Linked DNA regions of Triticum aestivum: region 2 is linked to region 1. The links are chromatin contacts, called in public HiCAR-type maps. All regions are on one chromosome and are shown on one strand. The core of a region is the stretch at or near the end of the contact, and the rest is flanking DNA. Distances in the headings are between cores, read along the strand shown. Region 1 holds the start of LOC123102055 (glutathione S-transferase 4). Region 2 holds the start of LOC123102057 (receptor-like protein EIX1).

The links. HiCAR-type assays count read pairs that join an accessible place to other places.
Region 2: a contact with region 1 is called in a HiCAR-type map of leaf, with 7 times the contacts expected there. The contact joins the promoter of LOC123102057 here to the promoter of LOC123102055 in region 1. A contact is called at or near these places in 1 of 5 Hi-C or Micro-C datasets (leaf) and 1 of 1 datasets of contacts at active chromatin or transcription factors (leaf).

What each region holds. Positions count from the first base shown.
Region 1 is chr5A:20,884,815-20,889,982 of IWGSC CS RefSeq v2.1, reverse strand. It overlaps LOC123102055 (glutathione S-transferase 4), which reads left to right and starts at 2,600. Exons shown (of 3, transcript XM_044523331.1): 1 at 2,600-2,847; 2 at 3,000-3,048; 3 at 3,208-3,947. The coding sequence starts at 2,698. The coding sequence ends at 3,677. It overlaps LOC123106390 (pectinesterase inhibitor 8-like), which reads right to left and starts at 2,028. Exons shown (of 1, transcript XM_044528575.1): 1 at 1,331-2,028. The coding sequence starts at 1,974. The coding sequence ends at 1,447.
Region 2 is chr5A:21,037,165-21,042,332 of IWGSC CS RefSeq v2.1, reverse strand. LOC123102057 (receptor-like protein EIX1) reads right to left here and starts at 2,252. Exons shown (of 1, transcript XM_044523333.1): 1 at 1-2,252. The coding sequence starts at 2,252.

The DNA.
Region 1 (5,168 bases), core at 1,351-3,850:
TTTTTAAAATGTGCTTTCATTATATACTAATTTGATGTTATATATGTTATTACTCTTTTGTACATAGTTGGTCAAAGTTTTAAAACTTTGACTTAAGACAAAAGCTAGAAGTACACTTATTCGTGGACGGAGGGAGTATGAGGTAACCAATTGATTTGGTACTTTTTTGTATCCCCGTATTATTATTTGTACTTATGTCATGTTTTATCTATTATGTTGGACCATTGAGCATTGAGTTTACATTCTAGATTTCTTGAGAATTTTAACTTTATTTTGTTTCTTTTGCATGTGGTATTTTTTTCCCAGAAATGTTATGAGATATTGTTATAATGCCAAAAATCCCATGTTACCAACAAAATTTTGGCCTGGGATTTGCTTTATTTCTGGCTCCACCACTGAGCCTGGGTGTTGTGTTCGTGATATGCTTGTTGTTCATAGTGAGTTGTAGTCTTTTTATACTTACGGTCCTGCCTTCTCTAAAGCTATGGTACGCCTAACCGTACTCTCAAAAAAAAATTATGCGCGGTAAAGGACCTCAAGGGCCAGCCCGATAAGCAAATGCAATAAAAGGCTGGGGTGCGTCCGTGGACGGTGATCGTTCTTGGCCCAGCGTTCTTGAGGGCATGAGAGCCCACCCAAAAGTAGAACTAAGTTTACTCTCATGCCAAAATGTCAATGCTCAATCTCAAGAATAACCTAATCTAGAAAAACTCAAGAATAATCTGGAATTAAACCTTCGACGAGGAAGAAAATTTTCTGTTTTATCATGAAAAATGAAACATTGTGATGACTAGCACCATATAAATATATGTTGGTTCTGTTCATATGCAGAATTATGTAGTACATTTAAGATCAAGAAGGACGACACTACAAAAATAGACATTTTGGTAATGTTTATGTGTGTGCAATTATATGGTACATTTAAGATCAAGAACAACGCCAGAAATTGGGTCCCCGGCAGCCGGAAACACTTAAGTGCCATTATGTTGAGAGAGCGATTTTTTTGTATCAGTCTTTATTGGGTTTACTTCTTCTTTCCTCAACTCTTCTTATTTAAGTGGCATAAGTGTAGTACATTGCAACTCTTCTTATTTAAGTGACATAAGTGTAGTACATTGAAAGGGTATAAGACAATTCTTTGCCTACGTTACAAGCAAAATAAATATAGCACATTGAAAGGATATAAAGACAATTCTTTGGTTACGTTACAAGAAAAATAAATATAGCACATTGAAAGGGTATGCGATGTTTAATGCGTGTTTTTTTAAAGAGCAGAAAGCAAATCAAGATGCATTGAGAACTCTATTAGGCATGTAAATAAACCCACAACTAATGAAAACATGTTTTATTCCTTGCATGTACCTTACAAAGGTTCGGAGTAGTAATCGCTACAAGTTTGATCCGACCTCTAAACTCTCCCACGATTTGGATCCATGATGCTATTCATCACTTGATAAGGTTAGTGATGGCCATGCAAACTATCGCTGTCTGCACGGAGTAGAGGCCATGTTGCTTGAGAGGCGACGGGACGGCGGCCTTCACAAAGGCATCATCGCACTGGTGCGCCAGGGAGACGGCCTTTGCGGCCTTCTCTTTCCCCGCGGCGTAATTCCGGTCGTTGATCTCGTCGTAGGCTCCAGCAAACGCAAACTTCATGTTGTCGTACAGCCCCTGGCATTGCCCAAGGGCGACCTTCGTCTTGGCATCCATGCTCGGCTTCGCTAGTAGGTGCTCGATGTCATGGATGGCACCATAGGCGTTGTTGACGCCCATGTTAGCGGCTATCTTGGCCAGGCCCCATGTGTCTGTGTCGGAGCTCTGGTAGTGCTTTCTCAATTCCGACACGCAGAAGTTGTAGTTGACATGCGCATCCTCGTCGGCCGCCGCCTTGCAGGTTGTTTCCACGGTCGCGTCGACACCGCACAACACGAGAAGGACGGCGGCTACGACCACAAGAGCCGCCGGTGGCCTCATGGATCTTGCTGGTTGTATGTGGATGGAGAGAGATGCTAAGCTCGGGTAATTTTGTTAACGCCGCACAATACTATTACTATATGAAGAAAGCCTACAGGATGTCTATTTATAGGCAGAGGCACTCTGAGGATGAGCACAACTATTTACAGGTTACAGCTATATCTAGGATATTTTTATCAAATGCTAATGCTTGTTTCATTTATTTAGGCTAGTTATTAGGATATTAACTGCCAGTTACATCTTGTTTTTTTTTCTTCTAGAAACGTCAGTTACATTATTGTAAAAAAGGCTATGAGTTACTCAATTTTTCCATGGATGGGCATAAGCCCGACCCAAAAATCCTACTCCTGATCCCGGCCCAAATAAAAATGGCAGTTTCCTATTATTAATTTCAAAAAAAAAAACAAGTGCTTCGGCTTGTTCACGTGGCTGGCTTCCTCGAATAGATTTACTTGGCACGATGGACCAATTTTGCTCACCTACCAACCAATGGACTGCATTGCGCACGCAAGCAGTGACGATCGGCGTCGCCTAAAAAACAGAAGTTTGACTGCATACAGAGAACCCCAATACTCCTACCTAGAATATTGTTTTGGATTTGGACTGCCGGCGTGCTAAATAAACAACAGTACTACTAGTGCTCGATGATGAAGTACATAAATGGACCCATAGTAGTGCACTGCAAACACAGAGGAAGAAGAAGAAGAAGAAGAAGAAGAAGAGATGGCGCCTATGAAGGTGTACGGCTGGGCGGTGTCGCCGTGGATGGCGCGGGTCCTCGTGTGCCTGGAGGAGGCCGGCGCCGAGTACGATTTCGTGCCCATGAGCAGGAACGGCGGCGACCACCGGCTGCCGGAGCACCTCGCCAGAAACGTACGTCTGATCTGCTAGCTTCTCCCTATCTGGTTCAGCTTTGCTACTTTAGTTCTGTATAGGAAGCAAGAAACAGAGAGATGATCAACTGCGTTTGCGTGGCCAAGGTCACCTACTACTACTAACACTGTTCCCGTCCAACAATTCTGCAGCCCTTCGGCGAGATCCCGGTGCTGGAGGACGGCGATCTGACGCTCTACCGTAAGCCTTCATGGTTTTTTTTTATTTTATTTGATTTTTTAACACTATTTTGTTTTGATTCAGTAGCTATGTTTTTCTATGAATTATTAAGAAATTTGGTGGGCGTGACAAAAAACAAATGAGTGTTACTAATTTCTCTACGTGATTTTTTTTCATCAGAATCCCGTGCCATCGCAAGGCATATTCTGCGCAAATGCAAGCCCGAGTTTCTAGGAGCGGGCAGCCTCAAGGAGTCGGCGATGGTGGACGTATGGGTCGACGTGGATGCCCACCAGCTTGAGCCCGTACTCAAGCCCATCGTGTTTAACTGCATCATCAACCCGTTCGTCGGGAGGGACGTCGACCAAGGCCTCGTCGATGAGAGCGTCGAGAAGCTCAAGAAGCTGCTGGAGGTGTATGAGGCGAGGCTGTCAAGCAACAAGTACTTGGCCGGTGATTTCGTCAGCTTCGCCGACCTCACCCATTTCTCCTTCATGCGCTATTTCATGGCGACGGAGCATGCGGTTGTGCTCGATGTGTATCCGCACGTAAAGGCATGGTGGGAGGCGCTGCTGGCAAGGCCGTCGGTCAAGAAGGTGATAGCTGGCATGCCTCCGGACTTTGGATTCGGGAGCGGGAACATACCATGATAAGGCATATGCTTTGTGTGCTTGTGATGCTCTAATCATCTCTACCCAACCCACGAGCAATAAAGTAAGCAAAGTGTGGGTGTGGGTATGAAATAACTTGTTTCGGTGAATTGTTTCCTAATACCAATTAGAATTGATTCTCAAAAAAAGTAAGTTCAAGGTCTATGCCCTCTATTTCTGTCAGCAGTACCATGGTTTTCACACCAATGTTGTTGCAAAGTCTCTACTATTACTTAAAAAGAATGTAAGGTTCCGTTTCACCTTTCTTCCCATCACTCCTTCGTCCAAACTTCCCCGTATAATAAGCAATCACCTTAATTTAACCTTCTGGATCAATTCTACTTTAATTTACTTGCCAAACTTCTTATCAAAACATAAGGTAAATCATGGGTAGAATTTGATTAACATTTATTTACACAATCGCATATCATGGACAGGTAAATCACTTCTGATCAAAATATAATGTAAATCATGGACATAATTTAATGAGCATTTATTTACACAATGGCATAATATGGGCAGGTAAACACAAGCTAACGTAATACAATATTTATATCCCGTTGCGACGCATGGGCGTTGTTCTAGTCAACTAAAGATATTCTGTGTGGTTCCTCTTTTCGATCAAAAAGTAACATGGGAATCATACCCACTTGACATATAGAAAAAGTAGAAACATACTATCTACCAAACTCATTGTAAGTGAGTACTTCGAGAAAACTCACGAACCTACATCCGCACAGAAGGTGGTGAAGCAGCCATGAATTTTCAATTATGTGAGAATAGGAACATTCGCCTACTTCATCAGCTCTACCTAAATGTAGGTATTCTTGACATAGTAGTAATCATCTGGCCCTTGTTCATACATCGGTCTTAGAGGATGGTGCTTCTAGAAGACAATGTCTCCCTTTTGGAAGATGACCCCCCCCCCCCCCCCAAAAAAAAAAAAGAAAAGTTACTTTTTAAGAGCTTGCGCGTATTGCACCTAGCCAACAATAAGTGTTCTCCATAATAAAGGAATCAAATGGGAGGACAAACATCGGTCCGTAGGATACTTGTCGCCTTCACTGACACATGAGTACAGCCAAATGGTTAGTGTGGAAGAGGACTGGAGACAATGAATAGTGGCAATGCCATTCCACGGCGCATGCTCCGTAATTTGAAGACTACTGAGAGGTGAATCATGATTTTGGCAGGGTTATATTTGAATAAAGGCAATCATGAATCAAACCGGTTGCGCAAGAGTTAGTTCCAATGGACAAGAGTTGTGGCTGCATGCCCCCCTAATTTGATTTTTGATTTCCCCCAAAAAATTGCCATTGTTAGTTTATGATGTAACTGCCGCTTTATTTTTTGGAAATAACTGTAATTTAAGTTGATAAGTTAATTGACACGACATCATTTTGGCTTCACCAGGTGAATAGTAAAATGAGAAAATATATCCAACTTTTTTGGTATGGGCTAAAAATAATATTATATATACTAAATATGTTC
Region 2 (5,168 bases), core at 1,003-3,502, 150 kb before region 1:
ACTTCGACCGGAATATTATCACAAAATGCATTGTGGCACAGTAGTACAAATCTTAATTTCCCCAGATCTCCTATCCATGTAGGCAATCTTCCAGACAACTTATTCCATGCAAGGTCCAAAAACACCATAGCAGTGTTGTTCTGCAAAAATGTTGGGAATTTTCCTGATAAACTGTTGTTACTGAGCAGAAGAAACTGTAGTTTTTTGATGTCAAAACATTGAGGAATTTCACCCTCCAAAAAATTGTTTGACAAATCCAGATACACTAACTGTTGCAGTTTGCAAATAGATTCGGGAATGTACCCACCAATTCGATTTGAATAGACAATCAAGATTTGAAGTCGGGAGGCTTCAAAATTGGATGGTATTACTCCTGAAAAGTTATTATTGGAGATGTCTAACCAAGTAATATTTGCAGGCAACGAAGGCATTGACCCGGTGAGCCGGTTTGAACCTAGGTGGAGTTTTTCCAAAGCCATGCCATCCAGATGTGCTGGCAAGGTGCCACTTATTTGGTTGTTAGAGATGTCGAGATCAGTTGCCCGTGAAAATGTATACCAGAACCAATCAGGAAATTTGTCCACTAAACCAGTGTTTGAAATGTTAAGTGAATCGATTCCCCGCAGCTGCTGAAGCCAAGCTGGAAATAAAGGCCCTATTTGGCAAGATGCAAAATCTCCAGACTGTAGCCTAAAGGGAGAAAGCCAATCTGAATCCAGTGCAATCTTCAAATTATTGGAAGACAAGTCTATTTTCTTTAAACTTTTTAAATTTGCAAAGTGTCCTTCTGTGATTGCACCACCAAGTCTGTTGTTGCTTAGTCTTAGAGAAACCAGATTCTTCAGAGAAGAAATTTCAGTTGGTACGTTCCCGTTGAGTTGATTCCAGCTGAGATCAAGGATGGCTAGACGGGTCAAATTCCAAAGCCCTGGCGGTATAGGTCCAGCAAGGTTGTTTCTGGACAGGTCAAGCATGCTCAAGCTGCTGAATTCCCCTATAAAATTTGGCAAGGTCCTGATGAAATTGTTTTCACTGAAATGCAGCTCTAGCAACTTTTCCTGTGCGCATTCCGGCAACCCCTCCATCACCGCCACTATATTTCCATTCATAACATTTTTAGAGAGGTCGAGGATTTCCAAGCAGCAAAGGTTTTTAAGAAGACTTTGAAGGTTTTCAGTCTTATTCAAATTGTTGAATGCCAAATCAAGTACCTTGAGTGATGTCATGTTTCCTAGTGCATCCGGAAAATTTCCAAATAACTGAGTCGCACGAAGGCTGAGATATTTGAGGCTCGTCACTTTCCAAAACCAACTTGATGCAATTGAGTGGCCTAGATTATTCGAGGACAAATCAAGCTTCTCAAGTTTTGTGAGGTTAAGGTAGGGAAGCGATTGACTTGCAGTATCAAGTGAGCATCCAGCAAGATTGATAACTCTCAGTGATGGAATCATATTCAAGGGACGAGGCCAGTCAGCTATCCTTGAGAGATTTATTGTGCTCATACTAAGATACCGCAGCGAGGGTAGCTTTGCTAACCAAGTGATGTCCGCTGAGTACATCCCGGAATAACCCTCGCCAAGGTCAAGATGTTGCAACTTAGACAAGTTACCAAGCTGAGAAGGAACTCCACCGGTAAATGGAATGCCAGAGAGGTTAAGGTATCTCAAGTTATCCATGGATCCCAAAAACTGAGGAATATGGCTATTTGGCCCTAGCAAACAGTTCATGCTAAGATCCATGTGCTCTAGATTCTTCAAGGAAAGCAGAGAGGGACTTATCTTGCCGAACAATGAATTGGCATCATCACACCCATTGTAGTTATAGGCGTCAGGGCCCGGAAACGTATTGCGAAGGTGAAGCTTGATGACATGGCCTGTTCGGTTGCTGCAGCTGATGCCCCTCCACCGACAGCAATCATACCCTTCCCACGAGGCGAGGATATCAGCGCCGTCACTTGTGATCCCCTTCTGGAAGGCAAGCAAGGCGGCCCTCTCGGCAGGGATGCAGCCACCGCCATGGGCATACTGGGGTTGTAGTGCTAGTGCATGCACCACTTGTGAAAATGAAGTGATGCTTAGGATGATGAGGGTGACCAAGAGATTGGTTGTGCGATACATCTTGGATGAACAAGAACTAGATATCTGGGGAAGCATATGCACTAGAGTTATACTACCAGAGATCTTTAAGCCAACCCCATGTAGTCTATGGTCAAAGTCCCAGTCCCAGTCTTTCAGGGTTTCAAGAAGACCCATTCAATGAAGTCTGCTCATACAATTCTGTGGCCACACTTTGATGGGAGTTACCAGCCACAAGACTAGTTGACTGTCAAAGTCACTCAATTATGCTCAAAGATTCCTGGAAGAAAAGCCCTGCTAGCGACACACATCAGAAGAACCAGGCTGACAATAAATCTACAGAGAGAAAGGAGGAACAGGGGGTTTACTATGCCCCTTGTATGAACTTTCAGGCATAACCCCCCTTTCTCATCACCGATCCTTAGTAAAAAAAATTATAGTTGTATGAGATGTGAGCATAAAAATCTACTCCCTCCGTATCAAAATATAAGACGTTTTTGTAGTTCAAATTGAACTGCAAAAACATCTTATATTTTGGTACAGAGGTAGTATAAAGGATTACACCCATGTTCCATCTACCGGTGAATACCCTATGCATACGAGCATGTGGACTGCCATATCAAAACAAATTATGTTAAAGCAATGATTAGTGAAGTCTAGACATGATTGGAAGTAATATATATTTGCCTACAGTCATGTTTGTTTGTGATATAAGTACGGCCGAGTCCATTTTCTACTCATACACACTAGATCTGTATGTTACTAGTAGTATTTAGCTATGTACCTGAGCCATACTACCAGAGATGTTTGGCCATACTACTAGCCCCGCGGAGTCTACCGTCAAAGTCCCAGTCCATCAGGGGTTCAAGGAGACCCACTCAAACAAGTCTGATTCATACAAATTTGTGGCCAGACTGTGATGGGAGTTAGGCAGCCACTAGACTAGTTGCCTGCCTGCCTGCAACCACACGGTACAGTCGAAGCCACTTGGTTCTGCTGTATATGCACGGTGCACTCTGTACCAGAGCAGGCGTAAACATTCCAGCTGGCTGGTTAGTATTCAACTAAATTCCTTTTTGACAATGTGCTGAAACTCTGGAGATTTCAGTTTCAAACAACATATGACAGCAAAATTTGTAAATAGCTAAAGACCGTGGCAGGATGAGCCAGGTTGAGTTTACAAAAATGAAAGTAGGCACCAAAGTAAAAAAAACAAAAGAAATAGGTGATTTATCTTCTGGAACAGAAGCTTCATAAGAGTATTTTCTAATTATGGAAATAAGCTGCAGTTTGGTTATACTCATACTACCTATACCCTGCAAAGTGTTGCCGAATTAAAACTGAAGCAATATTCCTACAAATGCTTCATACCTTTATGCGGTATGCTATTGCAAAGCAGGCCCATTCAATTCAATCAAGTCTGCGTCATACAATTTTGTGGCCAGACTGGGAGAGTGGGAGTCACCACCGGCCACTGGACTAGTTGCCTGCCTGCAATGCAATCACACGCTACTGTCAAAGTCACTCAATTATACAATATTGGATATGCATGGTGCACTCTCCACATTCCAGACGGCTGGTTAGTGGTTAGTACTTCACCAGATTCTCTGTCTATTCGCATCGTCAATCCTTCCACTTTCCCAAACAAATCTGCTCCGCAGCCCCGACCTCGGCTCTGTCAGTGACTCGGTGTTCAGGTCGGACGAAAACCGGAGATACTTTGCCCGCGGGTCGGTGAGGGAGAGTGGCGGCCGTCCGCGTGGATGTGGGTGTCGGCCGTCGGTAGGAGAGGGGCGGCCAAGTGCCTCGGCGCCGCATCTGAAAACGGGAGCGGGCGACGCGTCTGGTGGAGGAGGGGCAGGGACGGAGCCAGGATTTTGACATACAGGGGTTGAGAGTTCGCCTTCAGTGCGTAAACTTATAATAAGATCATGGACAGACACAACACAGTAGCCTATTTATTTTAGTGAGACAATAGCCTATTTTGATGAACCATATGTCCATCCTAATAATCAAGCAAAGAAAATTGGCGCGAGATATGAATAAATTCAATTTCAATCAAAATTTTCATAAAGCAAATTCTGAAAGCAATTCGGATGTAACTAAATCATTCAACTACAGGAACGGATAACCAATGCAAAACCATGTCTCATGGTTAATATTTTTTTTGTAGTTTATACAGATCAAATCTTGTACCCCTACTTCGTTTCTACTTCTAAAGGCACAAGTTAATCTAATCTCAAAACATCAGCCATCGACTAAGTAATTGAGAAGAAGAGAAAGTAATCTAACCATGTTTCCATGCCTAGTTGCCCGGCTCTGCGGCCGGCCGGCCGATCGGCCTGTGCATGGTCTTAATTTCCCCTTCAGCAATTCTAGACTAAAGATTGGAAGCTCCATGTCGATGGATCATGAACTACTCTAGACGGTTCCCCAATAGCAGCAGAGGAGGTTGCGGGCAACCGGGGATCAGGCGTAGATCCCGTAGCTGCCACCAACGTAGCCACAATCTGCAGGGACGGAGCCAGGATTTTGACACAGGGGGGTTGAGAGTTCGCCTTCAGTGCGTAAACTTATAATAAGATCATGGACAGACACAGTAGCCTATTTATTTTAGTGAGACAATAGCCTATTTTGATGAACCATATGTCCATCCTAATAATCAAGCAAAGAAAATTAGCGCGAGATATGAATAAATTCAATTTCAATCAAAAGTTTTCATAAAGCAAATTCTGAAAGCAATTCGGATGTAATTAAATCATTCAACTACAGGAACGGATAACCAATGCAAAACCATGTCTCACGGTTAATATTTTTTTTTGTAGTTTATACAGATCAAATCTTGTACTCCTACTTCGTTTCTACTTCTAAAGGCACAAGTTAATCTAATCTCAAAACATCAGCCATCGACTAAGTAATTGAGAAGAAGAGAAAGTAATCTAACCATGTTTCCATGCCTAGTTGCCCGGCTCTGCGGCCGGCCGGCCGATCGGCCTATGCATGGTCTTAATTTCCCCTTCAGCAATTCTAGACTAAAGATTGGAAGCTCCATGTCGATGGATCATGAACTACTCTAGACGGTTCCCCAATAGC